Linked DNA regions of Mus musculus: all the other regions are linked to region 1. A link is a contact called in public promoter capture Hi-C data. All regions are on one chromosome and are shown on one strand. Each heading gives the region's core, a stretch centred on a gene start, on an enhancer-like site or on the middle of the called end of the contact. The rest is flanking DNA. Distances are from core to core; before and after follow the strand shown.

What was found. Promoter capture Hi-C pulls out the DNA fragments that hold promoters and counts their contacts.
Region 2: a promoter capture Hi-C map of pre-B cells shows a contact between it and region 1. The contact joins the promoter of Tmsb10 here to the promoter of Vamp5 in region 1. A contact is called at or near these places in 1 of 39 promoter capture datasets (pre-B cells), 1 of 115 datasets of contacts at active chromatin or transcription factors (pancreatic cancer cells) and 1 of 9 other capture datasets (adipose tissue).
Region 3: a promoter capture Hi-C map of pre-B cells shows a contact between it and region 1, with 3 times the contacts expected there. The contact joins the promoter of Kcmf1 here to the promoter of Vamp5 in region 1. A contact is called at or near these places in 5 of 39 promoter capture datasets (the 3T3-L1 cell line, the C10 cell line, cranial neural crest and 2 more), 1 of 115 datasets of contacts at active chromatin or transcription factors (pancreatic cancer cells) and 1 of 9 other capture datasets (adipose tissue).

The regions. Positions count from the first base shown.
Region 1 is chr6:72,378,502-72,383,158 of GRCm38.p6, reverse strand. Vamp5 (vesicle-associated membrane protein 5) reads left to right here and starts at 2,691. Exons shown (of 3, transcript NM_016872.4): 1 at 2,691-2,778. The coding sequence starts at 2,776. Gm52494 (a long non-coding RNA gene) reads right to left here and starts at 3,877. Exons shown (of 3, transcript XR_003956310.1): 1 at 3,386-3,877; 2 at 3,055-3,262.
Region 2 is chr6:72,955,753-72,960,409 of GRCm38.p6, reverse strand. Tmsb10 (thymosin, beta 10) reads left to right here and starts at 1,927. Exons shown (of 3, transcript NM_025284.4): 1 at 1,927-2,073; 2 at 2,386-2,497; 3 at 2,758-3,063. The coding sequence starts at 2,398. The coding sequence ends at 2,792.
Region 3 is chr6:72,897,363-72,902,019 of GRCm38.p6, reverse strand. Kcmf1 (potassium channel modulatory factor 1) reads left to right here and starts at 2,041. Exons shown (of 7, transcript NM_019715.2): 1 at 2,041-2,406. The coding sequence starts at 2,391.

The DNA of each region.
Region 1 (4,657 bases), core at 1,442-3,941:
ATGCTCTCGATTCCACAGAGGGCAGGGAAAGTACCAAACAGCCCCTCTCCATCTACTTTGACATGAGTGAGCCTACCCTCTTCACCCCCAGCCCATTCTGAGGTAATGTGTCCAAGCATGGAAACCAGTGGTCTATCCTCACAGTGGCTCAACCCAGGGACAAAAGCCCCTGGCATTTTGGTTAAGAGAAGCCACATTTAGGATGTCAAGGGCAGCCTGGAAGGTGGAAGATGGCTTTAACTATTTCTCCACAGCAGCTCAGGAAGGCTACACAAATCTAGAAGCACACCAGCATCTCCAGCAAAGGAACAGGCCTACAAGCGTTTAGAACAGCTGGGCAGTGGTGGCGCACGCCTTTAATCCCAGCACTCGGGAAGCAGAGGCAGGTGGATTTCTGAGTGTGAGGCCAGCCTGGTTTACAGAATGAGTTCCAGGACAGCCAAGACTATACGGAGAAACCCTGTCTCGGAAAGGAAAAAAAAAAAGAGTTTAGAACAGAGAAAAGCCAGAGTCAGCACTTCCTGTAAGAGGCTGCTTTCATTTTACATTGGAGTCAAATTCACATGGCCTTCTTTTTTCTCTTCTTTTCTCCTCTTTTCTTTTCCTTTCTTTTCTTTTCTGTTGTTTTCTTCTCTTTTCTCTTTCTTCCTTTCTTCCTTTCTTTCTTTCTTTCTTTCTTTCTTTCTTTCTTTCTTTCTTTCTTTCTTTCTTTCTTTTAATAGACAAAGTCTTACTTTGTAGCCTTGAAGCCTAGGTTAAGCTGTCCTGGAATTTACTATATATGACCCAGGCTGGTCTCAAACTCAGTCAATCCTCCTGCCTCATCCTCTTAAGTGTTAGGATCACAACCATAGCTACAGAGCCAGCTCAGTTTTCTGTTTGGTTTTGTTTTATTTTGTCTTCGGGCAGGCTCTCATGTAGTAACTGCTCACATTCATTAGACAGCAGGCCATGGCTGTGAACCTTGACCCTTCTGCTGCTGGCTCGCCGATGCTGCCATCTACCACCAAGTCTGGTTTGTATGATGCGGGACATCAAACCCAGGGCTTGGGGCAAAACAGGCAAGCCCATCCCCAGCATCCATTTACAATTGAGTTTTTGCCTTAAAACTAAAGTCTTTTTAAAAACTCTTTGTTCTTTAAATTATTTTTATTTTATGTGTAAAGATGCTTCCTCTGCATGTGTGACTGTGACCATGTGTGACACGTGTCCTTGGAGGCCAGAACAGGGCATCGGATCCCCCGGAGCTGGAGTTAACAGACCGCAGTGAGCTGGCATGTAGTGAGCTGGCATGTAGTGAGCTGGCATGTAGTGAGCTGGCATGTAGGTGCTGACAATTAAACCTCAGTCCTCTGGAGGGGCAGCCAGGACTCTTAACTGCTGAGCCGTCTCTGCGGTCTCACATTTTAGCCTTCGATTAAGCACATAAAACAGCACCACTTAATATATTCCTCCGTGAGCTTTTTGTGGAATTCAGAGCACAGCGTATCCTTTACAAGTCTTCAGGCTTTCTGCACCTTTTGCACAGTTCTTTACAAACAACCTCATTTTAACCTTGAAGTTGGCCTGAGGCTGGGACGGGCCAATGAGATTAAGGAAAGGACTTCTCAGTTCCCAGTTCTGCAAGAAAAGCCGCAGTTTCCTCGGCATCTCTCTTCGTCAAGAACTCCATCTTCCTCACCTGTTAGAGGACCATCCCGCAAGGCCCACACCAGGAATCTAAGAGAAAGTGTGTGTTCTCAGGCTGGGCAACACCTGTTTGTTTTCCTTGCAGCAGCTTGCAACTCTGTCCTAAACTCATGCTGTGAAACTCTTCAAGACAGTCTGTGTAGTTTGTATTTTATTCTTATCCAAAAGAGATGGTCTCTGCTTGAGTACCACTTTGGAAGCTGGCTCCCATCTTCTCCTTTGCCTCTTCTGCCTCTTGTTGGTTCAAAACTTGAGATCCATCCACACACCATTGAGACTTTTAGCTCACAGAAATGTCTGCAACACTTTAGCATTTTAAAAATCTTCCTCCCCCAATGTATGGAGATCAGAGGCCAACTTGCAGGAGTTGGTTCTTTCCACAACGCGAGTCCATTTTTTAAAAAGATTTATTTATTTATTATATGTAAGTACACTGTAGCTGTCTTCAGACACTCCAGAAGAGGGCGTCAGATCTTGTTACAGATGGTTGTGAGCCACCATGTGGTTGCTGGGATTTGAACTCCGGACCTTCGGAAGAGCAGTCGGGTGCTCTTACCCACTGAGCCATCTCACCAGCCCTAGCTTACCATTTTTAAGGGTATAACTCGGTGACATACAATGTATTCAGAATACTGCCTGTTCCGTCTGTAAATAATCAGAACTTTGGAGTGGTTGGTGTGTTTTTAATTTCGGGTGAGACGCACTCACCAAGGTGGCAAATACTTCTGGCTTGTTCATGTCAGCTCCAGCACATAGCTCCCACAGATGCTTTTTGCATGACGGAATGACGCCTCCTGGGCTAACTCCTGATGCAGCCCCAGATCCAAGAGACATCGGTCCCCAATTCACCAGGCTGGGGTGTCATCGGAAATCGGACGCCTGTGGCCCGGTAGGAGGCGCCCCACGGGTCCTGTCACCGCTTTCGGTTTGCCCGGGACGGGCACCTCTGAGAAGGCGCGCCCCCCTCCCTCTTGGGCTGCGGGCCCGCCCCGCCCCACGGCTTCCTCCCGGGCCGCGGGCACTGAGGCCGCTCGGGGCAGAGGAATCGGAGCCGGCGAGCAGGCAGCGGCGGCGGCTGCGGAGGCAATGGTGAGACGGGCAGGGGCAGAGGGCGATTGTGCAGGGGCAAAAAGCAGGATTCTGAACCCCAGGGGCATAGGTCACGCTGGTCGCACGGACTAGTCCCCAACTTTGCAGGCAACCGGGGAGGGAGACTTCGGAGTGCGCCCCGTCGGGGCAGAGTGAGCGGTGCTACAGCTTCCCACGCTCCTGGAGCAGTTATCAGCTCCCGGCAATACCGGGCAAGTTACTTAACCTCCACGAGCCTCCTTTTCCGCGCAGTGAAGTAGGGGCAGCAATACTTACCTTGGTGGGTCCTTGAGAGGTTAAAGAAGATGTTTATGGTCGCTGCTGCCAGGCACTCAGAACCCTTTGCTGAGAAGTGGTAGGTAATGCGATGACCTCTCCAGCTCTTCCCCAGGCTAAGAGGAGCCAGAGCTGGCCCAAGGGTTGGAAACCTGAGCAGATGCCTGGTAGAGGCCCCGTGCTGACGTGCTGACAGATAAACACTTCCCTGGGGGAAAAGAGAAAATAAGTTGTTTACTATAAAAGTTCCATGAAGTTATCCCTGTGACCCAGCCTGCTGACTCTTTCCTAACCTCTACCTAGTAACATAATCATGAGTTGAGTCACCTACATTCACTCCTGCTGCAGACTTGCCATTTCCAAGACAAAAGTGTCAGGGACCACTGATGCCTGGATCCCACCTTCCAGGGCTCCTGGGAAGGTGGCCAGACTGGAAGCAAGTTTAGTACTCTAAGATGGGATGGATGTGGCCTGGCTAGGGGTGGCAATGCCTGGATGGCCTCATCTCTAGGGAACTGGAGGCAGGAAAGGGAAGTGTGGCAGGAAGGTAGCCCTAAGCTTTGAGGCCACACCAGGAAACCGAGGGAGGCTCTGAGAATGGGCTGGAGCTGAGAGCCCACTTCCGAGAGTACAGGGCAGAGATGGTCTTTCAACTGGCTCTCAGCTCTTGAGGAGAAGTTCTGAAAAGAAGGCTGCGCCAGGTTAGGTTATCTGGCTGTTCAGGAGAACCTTGGGGGTTCAGAGTCTGGGGGATGCATTAATTTTATCCCTTCAGCCTGTCTCCAGCTCCATCATCTATCTCTTCTTCCCTTGTCCCCCTTTCTGTCTCCAGCTCTTTCCTCCTGCATCCCATCCCTCTGACTACCATATATACCCCCACCCCCAACTGATTTCCCTTTCCTTTCCCTTTTCTTCACTGGGACTCATTCAGTCAAAATGATTTAAGAAAAAAATTCTTTTTTGCCATTGGAATAGCACAAAACAGTGATGGAGGAGATGAAAATGAGAGATGGAAATGAGCAATATTTTTTTGCATGTGTGGTATGCACGCTTGTTCACGTGTCTGGGCACATGCCTGTTTAGATACATGTGGAAGTCAGAGGCTGATGTCAGGTGTCTTATTAAACAGCTTTCCACTTTATTTTTGGAGACGGGATCTCTGGTTCAACCTGGAGCTCACCAGTTTGTCTCGTCTAGCTGCCAGCTTGTCCTTGGGACCGGCCCCTTCTTCCTGCCCCTAGGATTACAGGCAGACTGCCTGGCTTTTATGTGGGTGCTAGGGAGTCAGACTCTGGTCCCCAAACTTGTGCAACAGGGGATTTATTTATGGAGGCATCTTCCTAGCACCATAGATCATTTTAAAAGATTTTATTCATGTGTATGAATTTTCCCCTGCATGTATGTGTGCGGGGTACCATGTGTGTGCAGTGCCTGTGGAGGCCAGAAGAGGGAATTTCACCTTGTACTGGAATTTTAGGCACCCGTGAGCCGCCAAGTGGGTGCTAGGAACCCAGATCTTCTAGAAAAGCAGCAAGTGCTCTTAAATGCTGAGCCACCTCTCCAGCCCCACCATAAATAACTAAAAATTATTTAGCCTGCTTGT
Region 2 (4,657 bases), core at 678-3,177, 580 kb before region 1:
CATCTATCAACTCAGTTATATCTCCAGACCGGCCACAGCTGTTAAGCACCTTTGATGGTGTTTTCTTTCTGGAAAGGAGCCGCTGAGCTGAACTTAGCAAGTACAGGGAATGCCTGCAAGTCGACTTGATGATCCTTTGTTGGGAATCCTGCATCTCTTCTCTATGCCTACACCTAGAAGAATCAGATTTCTTCCCTCAATAAAGAGAAAAGGGATTGGAGTTCACCTTGGATGCAACCTTGTACAATTGGACATTTATGCACTGACTTCAAGGTGAAGCCCAGGAAGTCCAAACCTAACTTAAGGTTAGCATTGCATCCAGCACGGAATCCAGAGATACTATCTCTGGATGTCTGGATAGTTTTATGTTCAAGCTTAGCAGATCCTTCAACAAGTAGAGACTGTTTCAATCTGCCCAGCCCTGCTTTCGGTTTCCCAGATTTCCTGGACTTTGGGTAAGAGCATGTGACTACATTCTAGGCCAAGGAAATGAAGACAGAAGTGATGGAAGCGACTTCTGAATCTGAGGCTAAATTCTAGTGTGACTTTTCATCCTCCTTTCTTTCCTGGTCCACTGCCTGGATATAGAAGATGGAGGGGTCCAGAATAACAAGAGAAAGGGGGCCTGAATACCAGTCACTATGCAATAAAAAGCACAAAGCCAGGCATGATAACACAGGCTTTTAGGCCTAACATTCAAGAAACAGGCCAATCTCTATGAGTTCAAATCCAGGCTGATCTACATACTGAGATCCATAAACATATGGCTACATAAACAGGTGACGCCCTTTCTAAAGAAAATAATTTTTTAAAAAGGAGACTAGTACAGAAATCACAGGATTGTGTTACATAAGAAACAACTTTCTTTAAAAGATTTATTTTTATTTTATGTGCATGAGTGTTTTATGCACACCAAACTCATACCTGGTGCCCAAGCAGGCCAGAAGAGGATGCCAAGTCTCCTAAAACTAGAGCTACAGATGCTTGTAAGCCACCGTGTGGGTGAGCCCCACGTGGATGAGACAACTCTCTACAACCCCCACCCCCACTAAACTGTTATTACTTCAAGCAAAGATATTTTGCTCTTTGTCTGTCTATCTGAACCATGAAGTTTGCCGTTCAGGAAATGTTTCTCCTCTTTTTCTTCTATCAGTAGAATATGCTCTATATTCAACACAGGAAAAGGGATGGGAGTGGGGATGGATGGCGTTTCAGCCCTGGGTGATATAATAGAACTCACTGTCCATGGGGGTTGTAGGAGCTGAAGAGGTAACTTTTTCAGGAGTGCAGTATCCCACTCCTGGAATGGGTTAACAAGAAAAAGCAAGGTTTGCAGGCACAGGAGCTTTTTCCCCTCTTTTTCCTTCTAAAAACCACATTGAAGGTTAACTGAAGGAGAAAAACCGCACCCTCCAGTACAGTGTTTCTAAAAGGCCACTGAGAAAAGGAACAGCGGAGCCCTCCCGGGAGTCCTAGCTCCCACCTCCGCCCTTAGACAATGCCTGAAAACAGCTTGTTTTAAGAAGCACCAACCACAAGAAAATAGAAAGAAGGAGACTCTGGAGAGCAAACGCAAGAGACTTGAGGCGACGCGGGTGGGGTGTCTCCCGCGAGCAGGGCTGCAGCAGAGCGCGCGTGCTCGCCCGCACACCCACAACCCTACACCACACATACATTCAACAAAACCCCAAGTCCTTCCCCGCTGCCCCCCCCCCCACGCCCTTCCCGCGGGGTGAGCAGCAGGCTCCTGGGTACTAGGAAAAGGAGATATATCAAGAAAAGAGACCACCGGGAGCTGGTGCCTGCCACCCTCCACGCGGGATCGCAACGGGTTAGGAACGCGGGCCGAGAAGGGCGGAGCCCCAGGCAGCCTGGAGATGCTGAGCGCCCCCCAGCCCCCGCGCGCGCTGGCCACGCCCTCCGCGCGGGCTGGCCACGCCCTCGTTGCGGCGGGCGAGAGGCGGGGCGGGGCGCGGTGTATATAAGACGAGGGGCGGGCGCCGCTCTTTTGTCTCTTGCTGCAGCAACGAGAGTGGGAGCACCTGGAGCGCGAGCTCGGAAGGAGAATCCACGGTAAGGCACAGCGCCGGCCTTGGGGCCTACCCTGGGTGGGGTCGGGCCAGTTTATGGCTGGCGGGCGCGTTCCCCTTCGGTTGCAACAGGCGACCCGGCGGTTTGGAATCTTCTGGGGCTAGCAGGCCACGCCCTGGGGCTTCGGAGGGAGGGTGTGGTGGACGAGTCTAGGATCCTCGGCCTCCGGGCTGCGGGAACGCCCAGGACTGGGAATGCCACGTTGAGAGGCGTTCGCGGAAGGCGCGGGATCCAGGACGCGCTGGTCACCCCCAAGCCCCTGGCCACCCATTATCACCTTGTTTCGCCCATCAGAGTTGTAAGAAAATGGCAGACAAGCCGGACATGGGGGAAATCGCCAGCTTCGATAAGGCCAAGCTGAAGAAAACCGAGACGCAGGAGAAGAACACCCTGCCGACCAAAGAGAGTAAGTGTGCCCCGGGTTCCCACCCCAGCGCTCCTCCCTTCCCTGCTGTGCCAGCCCGGCACCCCCACCCCCATCCGGCCACTATCTTCCCACCCCGAATCTAAGGCCACAGCCACCCTTCCAGTCACACAAAGCACTTTGTCTCTTCCAAACCCCTTCTCTGTCCGCAGGCCTCGTGGGTGCCTCACCCACACCAGGTTTGTGGGTTGGGTATGGGGGGCTGTAAGGTAGCTCCAATGACCACATCCCTCCCTTCGCAGCCATTGAACAGGAAAAGAGGAGTGAAATCTCCTAAAAGCCTAGGAAGATTTCCCCACCCCACCCCACCCCGCCCCATCATCTCCAAGACCCCCTCGTGATGTGGAGGAAGAGCCACCTGCAAGATGGACGCGAGCCACAAGCTGCACTGTGAAACCCGGGCACTCCGAGCCGATGCCACCGGCCCGCGGGTCTCTGAAGGGGACCCCTCCACTAATCGGACTGCCAAATTTCACCGGTTTGCCCTGGGATATTATAGAAAATTATTTGTATGATTGATGAAAATAAAAACACCTCGTGGCATGGTTGGCGTGGTCTGAATTTTTTAGTTGAGTATGCGTGGGCAGAGCGGTCTGGGAGTGAGTTGTGCCGCAGGGAGAGAGGAGGGGACGTGGTAGAATGGGTGAGGAGGATGTATCGTTTTTATTTTTGTTTTACGTGCTTCTCGACATGCGGTTTCCTGGGTTCTCAGTTGCTTCGCCCTTAATGCGATCCATGTCAATTTTAACCCCATTTTGAAAAATGCTGTCCAAAAGATTAAGCTTTGCTTTTGATCGGCTCTTCAAATCCTACCTTTTCTTCTGCCCTCTTAACCTTTCACGCACACCAGAAGCAGTGATTTGTTAAAGTCTGAGAGGAAAGGATGCAAAGAATCATTCAGGAATGTGGGAAATTGGGCGAGGTCGGGGTCCATCCCTCAGACACAAACACACGAGGTTTTCTATTGGGTGTTAACAGAATGAGGTGAAATAAAAACAAAGGCCAGATAAAACCGCATTATATCACAACTTGCGGAACATCTTCAGAACTGCAGCCACGGAGATCAGCCTAGTTTTTTGTCTCTGAACCTTATGCGAATGCGTTAGCCATTATAGAGGGAGCATAGGCTGAGCTGCCTCCCAGACAGATCCTCTGAGGGTGGAAGAGAGCAGCGGGTGCGTGCGTTGTGGCGGCAGAACTGAAGGAGGTCACACCCTTTCATGACCCACAGGGAAGGGGTGGGACCAGCACAGTGGGGCTAATGGAGGAGGAGCCCAAGGGTATTGGGCACTGAAGCAGGCTTATGATTACAGGGGTAGCCTTTTCCTGTAGGAGGGGAGGGAGGGAAACAATTGGATAGGGTTTGCCCCACATTTTTGCCTTACCCCCAAGGGACTGGATAAATAGATGAGGGCAGTTAGTTCAAATGAGCTGTATCCTCCTGGTCACAAGAAATTTAAAACCTAGTAGTGAGACCGGCAGTCAGGGCAGATCAGCGGACAGACAGGTTGGGGAGCCAATGCCTGGTTTACATAACAGATCAACTCCAGCTGGTACCTGGAGGCCTCCATCACCTCTGAATAGGGAAGGGCTCTTTTTCTCTGCTGTTAGTGATTCCCACAGATGTAGCTTTTGTAGTGACCCAGGGTAGGATGGGGCTGAATTAAGTCCCAATGCTTGAGTAAGAAGTCTCTAGCTAATGCTCCTGTAAGTGGGCCTCATAAGCTCATTAGTTTACAAGAAAGAAGAGAGAAAAGCCTACTGAATCTTCACTGGCCTCCTCTCAGGTCATGCTAAAGCCAAGCAGCTCCCATGCTTCCCTTCCCCCACGGGCTTCCCTTCCCCCACGGGCTTGACGCTTTAATTGACAGGGCCTGAGCATGATGAACCTCATCATGGTTTGAAGAAGCCAAACATCATTTCCCTCCCTGGGCCCAGTTCAGGGTAGGAAGGAAATACTGTTGATTGACAATGAAGGTAATGAGGGAAGGCTGCCCAGTAACTAAGTGGCGGCTACGTTAGGCAGCATTGTCTCTAGAAGAAACACCTGTGAGATGGAAATAGACACGATTTCTTTTGTCTTAGCAGTTCCAGTGTGTAGTCTACTGACCCTGCTTTGGATCTGGGGTCAGGCAGTACAGA
Region 3 (4,657 bases), core at 792-3,291, 520 kb before region 1:
TGGGGGAAACCAAGGAGGCATGGGAAGGAGATCTAGGGCAGGAAGAGCTGGAGATTCACGGCTAAGCTGGGATACTAACAATGAAATCACTGTCAAAAAAACATGGTAGTCCCTTGGAGGTCAGACCAAGCTATGTTTCCTCCCATGAACAAGACTAGCTAACCCTACCGGGCAGTGGTAACACAGGCCTTTAAACCCAGCACTTGGGAGGCAGAGGCAGGTGAAAAAAAAAAAAAAACTAGCTAACCCTTCAATACAGTAAGACTTGTTTTTAATGTTTCTTCCCCTAGCATCATGCCTGTACACAACCCTGAGTGACTTTTCCGTAGACTTGGGACTTGGGGCACACTTCACCTCACAGCTCCAGCCCCTTCTTCCTCCTCAATAGTCTCCTTTCTATTTTCACCCAGTTTTTTCCATACTTACTGGTATTCCTTTCTGGAAGTGTTGCTTTTGTTGGCTACTCTAAATGCTCCAGCATTTTTACAGAACTGCTTACAAACTTTGATACAAATTTATAAAAAACCATTATTCACCACCTGTGTATGCGTTAAGAGCTGCTAGCCTGACTTTCACAGCTCAAGTTCAGGGAACTGGCTTACACCCAGGATCACTTGCCAATAATAAAATGTGTAGGGTTGTCAGAAAGGACCCACTAACCAGGATGTCGATCAGGCTAACTACAAACCCTGCTCTCCCTTTGTAAGCCCTACTAGGCATAGTCTTCCTCAGGCCGGTCTGTAGTGTGCGGAATTCCACACCCGAAACAGAAATATTTGTTATCTAGTCCTCATTTAAACCCAAATTAGGTGGGGGTGTGGTGGAAGATGCCTTTCGTTCCAGCCCCTGGGAGATGGGAAGGTCAGAATCAGCTACTTGAGCAATTCAAGGACTGCCTCGGGCTATCTGAGGTCATGCCTCAAAACCACCCCCAATTTAATTACAGCTAGTTTCTTGGGTAGACAGGGATGACCTACTATGTAGTCTCTCGGATTAAGCCTTTTAGTATTTTCAAAACCAGACATATCTTAAATCATATTCAATAAAATATTGTAACAAATAGGGTCCTTCCTTTGCTACTCTACACGTCGAATCTTGGTACTGTATCTCTCCTGCATCTATTGATATGCTTGCCCTTTTTGAAAGTCACAGAAGCTAAGGCAACCAACGCTTTGTCCAGGTCCCACAGTCGGTGGAGGGTGGGCAAATTAGGAAAATCGCCAAAGCAAGCAGTACCTTGGACCCTAGTTTCAGTAAACTTAGCTGGGAACTTTGTCCAATCTCGAGACTACCAAGGCAAAATTAACCACCCAAAGCGAACCAATTTAGAGCGAAGGCTCAGCAAGGTTAAGTCACTTGTTCAAGGTTACACCGAGCATATCAGAACCAGAATCCCAGGGCTGAACACGTCTTAACTCCAGGGCGCGATCTGTTCTACCTGCGCCACGCCACCACTGACACGTGGTCAGGGGTAGTCTCAAGTGTTTGTCGAGTTAGCAATGCCTGAAGAGAAAGTAGCCTGTAAGGAGCCTGGGTGGAGGGAAAGACCTGCACACACAGCCGGAAGCAAAGTACCCCCGAAGCCCACCAAGTTTTTCCCGCAGCGCATTCGAGCGGGCGGCCGAGCCGGCTCGCTAGGCCTCGGCCTCCCCCTGGGTCTGGGGACCCGCGAGCCCCGGAGGCCCGACTGCCATTCCCTTCTGGGTCCCCGGCTTTCAAAGCAGCACACAAACACACACACGTCCCCGGGACGTCTGCGATGGCCCGGCCGCCGCGCGCCCAGGCGCTGGGGAGCCACGTCGGGGGCGTTTCGCGTCCTCGTCCTCCCCACGCGCAGCGTGGCGGGCCGCGGCTGGGCTCGGGTGCCTGCGGGACCGCGGCAGGACCGCCGCCAAGCACGGTCGCCCGCCGGCCGCGGGGCCTCAGGGCGGCGAGAGGCGGGGCGGGCGTGCGGGCGGAAGGAGGCGGAAGAGGAGGAAGAGGAGGAGGAGGAGGCGGCGGCCGGAGCCGGGAGACGGACGGGCGGGGGGCGGGCCGGGGGAGGGGACGAGCGGGATTTGCGGACGCCGCGCCGCTGCCGGGAGCCGGCGGGGGCCCGAGAGTGACCGAGTCACGGCGGGCGCCGGCGGAGCCGCGGCCGCGTCGGACCCGCCTCCTGGAGGAGCTCAGCCCCGGCCAGGCCCGGCCCCATTCCCGCCCCGCGCCGCCTCCCCGCCGCCGCCGCCGCCGCCGCCGCGGGAGCGCTCCCCTGCCCACCCCGCCCCCGCGGCCGAGCCCGGGAGTCGAGTGGGAGTCGGCCGGCCGGGCGCGGGCAGCGCCGGGAGCCCGCGGTGGGGGCACACTGCAGCCGGGAGCCCGGGAGGGGCCGCGCCGCCAGCGTCTGAACTAGGATGTCCCGACATGAAGGTGAGAGCCGAGCCCCCGCCCCCACCGCTTGGGCCTCGGCCTACCCCGCCCGAAGTCCGGGCGCCGCCGAGGGCAGCGGGGCACCGGCGGGGACGCGGGCCGGGCCCGAGTCGCGGGGCTGGGGAACCCGAGGCCACCGCGGCCCGAAGAGCGAGCGGGAGCGGCGGCCGCAACCGTGGCTTGCGGCCGCGGCCCTGAGCTGGGCCTGGAGCCGGAGGCGGGGCGGCCGGGCGGCCGGAGGCTTTGCACTGTCATGGGGCGGGAGAGGGGGAGGGGAAGCGGCGGGGCCCGTTACCGGCGGGAGCCTGGCCCTCGGGACACATACCGGACGCCGAGGCCCGGCCGGCCCGCCCGGGGGAACCGCGGGGCCCCGGCGCGGCCTAGCTGCGGCGGCTCCCGGAAGAGCCGGGCGCCGTGGCCGAGCCGGGTCTCGGGCGTGCGGCCGCGACAAGGGGGAGCGGGGTCCGGGCCCCGCGGGCGCGTCCGGTCTCTGGGAGACCGCGGGCGAGCGACGGCCCCGCCTGAGGGCCGCGGCCGTGCGGGCGGGAAGACGCCGCGGCTCGGGCTCGGGCAGCCCTCTGTGACTGGAGCTCGCCCGGCCTCGCGGTAGGCCTCTGCGCGTCCCTGGGCTCGGGTAAGCCAAGTTCCCGGGGCGGATCCAGCCCGGCCGCGGTGAGCAAACTCCCTGCTCCGTCACCTCGCCGGAGCGGAACTTGCTCCCGGCCGGTCCCGGGCCCTCACCCGCGTGCGCTGCCCACCGAAGCAGGCTTCCAGTCGGGGGGCGTTTGGACTTCCGCGGTGCCCTGTGGAAACACGCTGGGGTTCTGTGGTTAAGAATCAGACCACTCGCGTCCCAGCCCCACGGCACAAAGGCACAAGTGTTTTCAGGCCGATGGATGGGCGATGAACTGGCGAAAAAATAAGTTAACTTGAATTTACTACCATATGGTTTAGGAAGGGGGGAGGGGGCTATGTTCTCTTTGTTTCACTACAGCAGGTTTTACCTTTAAAAGTAGTCACCGACTTAGTGAAAAGTTTATTTCGGTACGGTTAATGGAAGATTGTATAAGTGACCTGAAAATAATTGAGTCCCTAAGATTTTCCAAATCCTGTATAGGTGTTTTGGAAGTGAAGAAAGTTTGAGGAGGCAGTTTATCGCCGAGGGAAGGGCATTCTTAGGGAAGTACAGACCTTGGCTTTTCTAAGGTGACAAACTCAGATCAATTAACATACATTTAGTGAAAGTTTCGGAATTTGCATTTCTAAAGGCAAGATTGTGATTGACTCTGATCATTTTATGTTTGGAGAGTTTTTATTTAAAAAAAAAAACCTAATGATAGGGAAGAGCATGGGGCATTTTTGATTACTAACTGTTAATGTGTTGGTCACTTTGAAATAAATAGCAGGGTACTTAATTTAGCCTCAGTCAGATGAAAAGAAATATTTGGGAACTCACCTGCTAAACCGTTTTATAAGCTTAATGGGAGTGTGTTCCTTATCACCGCACTTGAAAAAAGTCTTCATTAAGGTTGTAGTCAAATTCCATTTGGAGATGGTGAGGTTAATTTTAGATGGCATCAGTTGGTGTATTGACCACCTTCAAGACAAAGTGAAAGTGAGCATGAAGTTCAGGCTCCAACTCAGGAACCAGATTAAAATAACAGAATAGCAATCGCCTTAAAGAAGCAGACGGAATAGTCTTAATGAGCAGTAGCCTGGAAAAAGTACCCTCAGATGGTGTGTTTGAGTAATTAAAATGGCTTAGGTAGGTATAGCATCCTTCAATAAAATATTGTGTGATCTAAGCTCATCATCATTCCCTCTTTAGTCTTGGAAAGGGTACCTTTTAATTACTTGACATCTTGAAACTTTCCAACACCTTTCTTGGCAATTTAATGCCAGATGTTTCCTAAATGGATGTGTTGAAGGTATTGAGCAATGTTTGACAGGTGATTTTATATTTACATAATACATTAATTAAATTTACTATTTTCTTTCTTTATTTTGACACTGTCTCACTAAGTAGCCCTGGCTGGCCTGGAACTCAAGAGTCCTGCCTGCCTGTGCCTCCCCAAACTGTGACAACAGGGGTGTGCTCTCAGACCTTGAACAGGGTTAGAAAGTTTAAGAGTCTAGGTTTTGGCCTAAGTCAAAAGTTTCAGTAATCACATCTGTTCATGAGATTTGTCAATATTTTGCAGTATATTATTTCAGGCAGTAATTATTTTCATCAGGAGGGATTTGACAATCC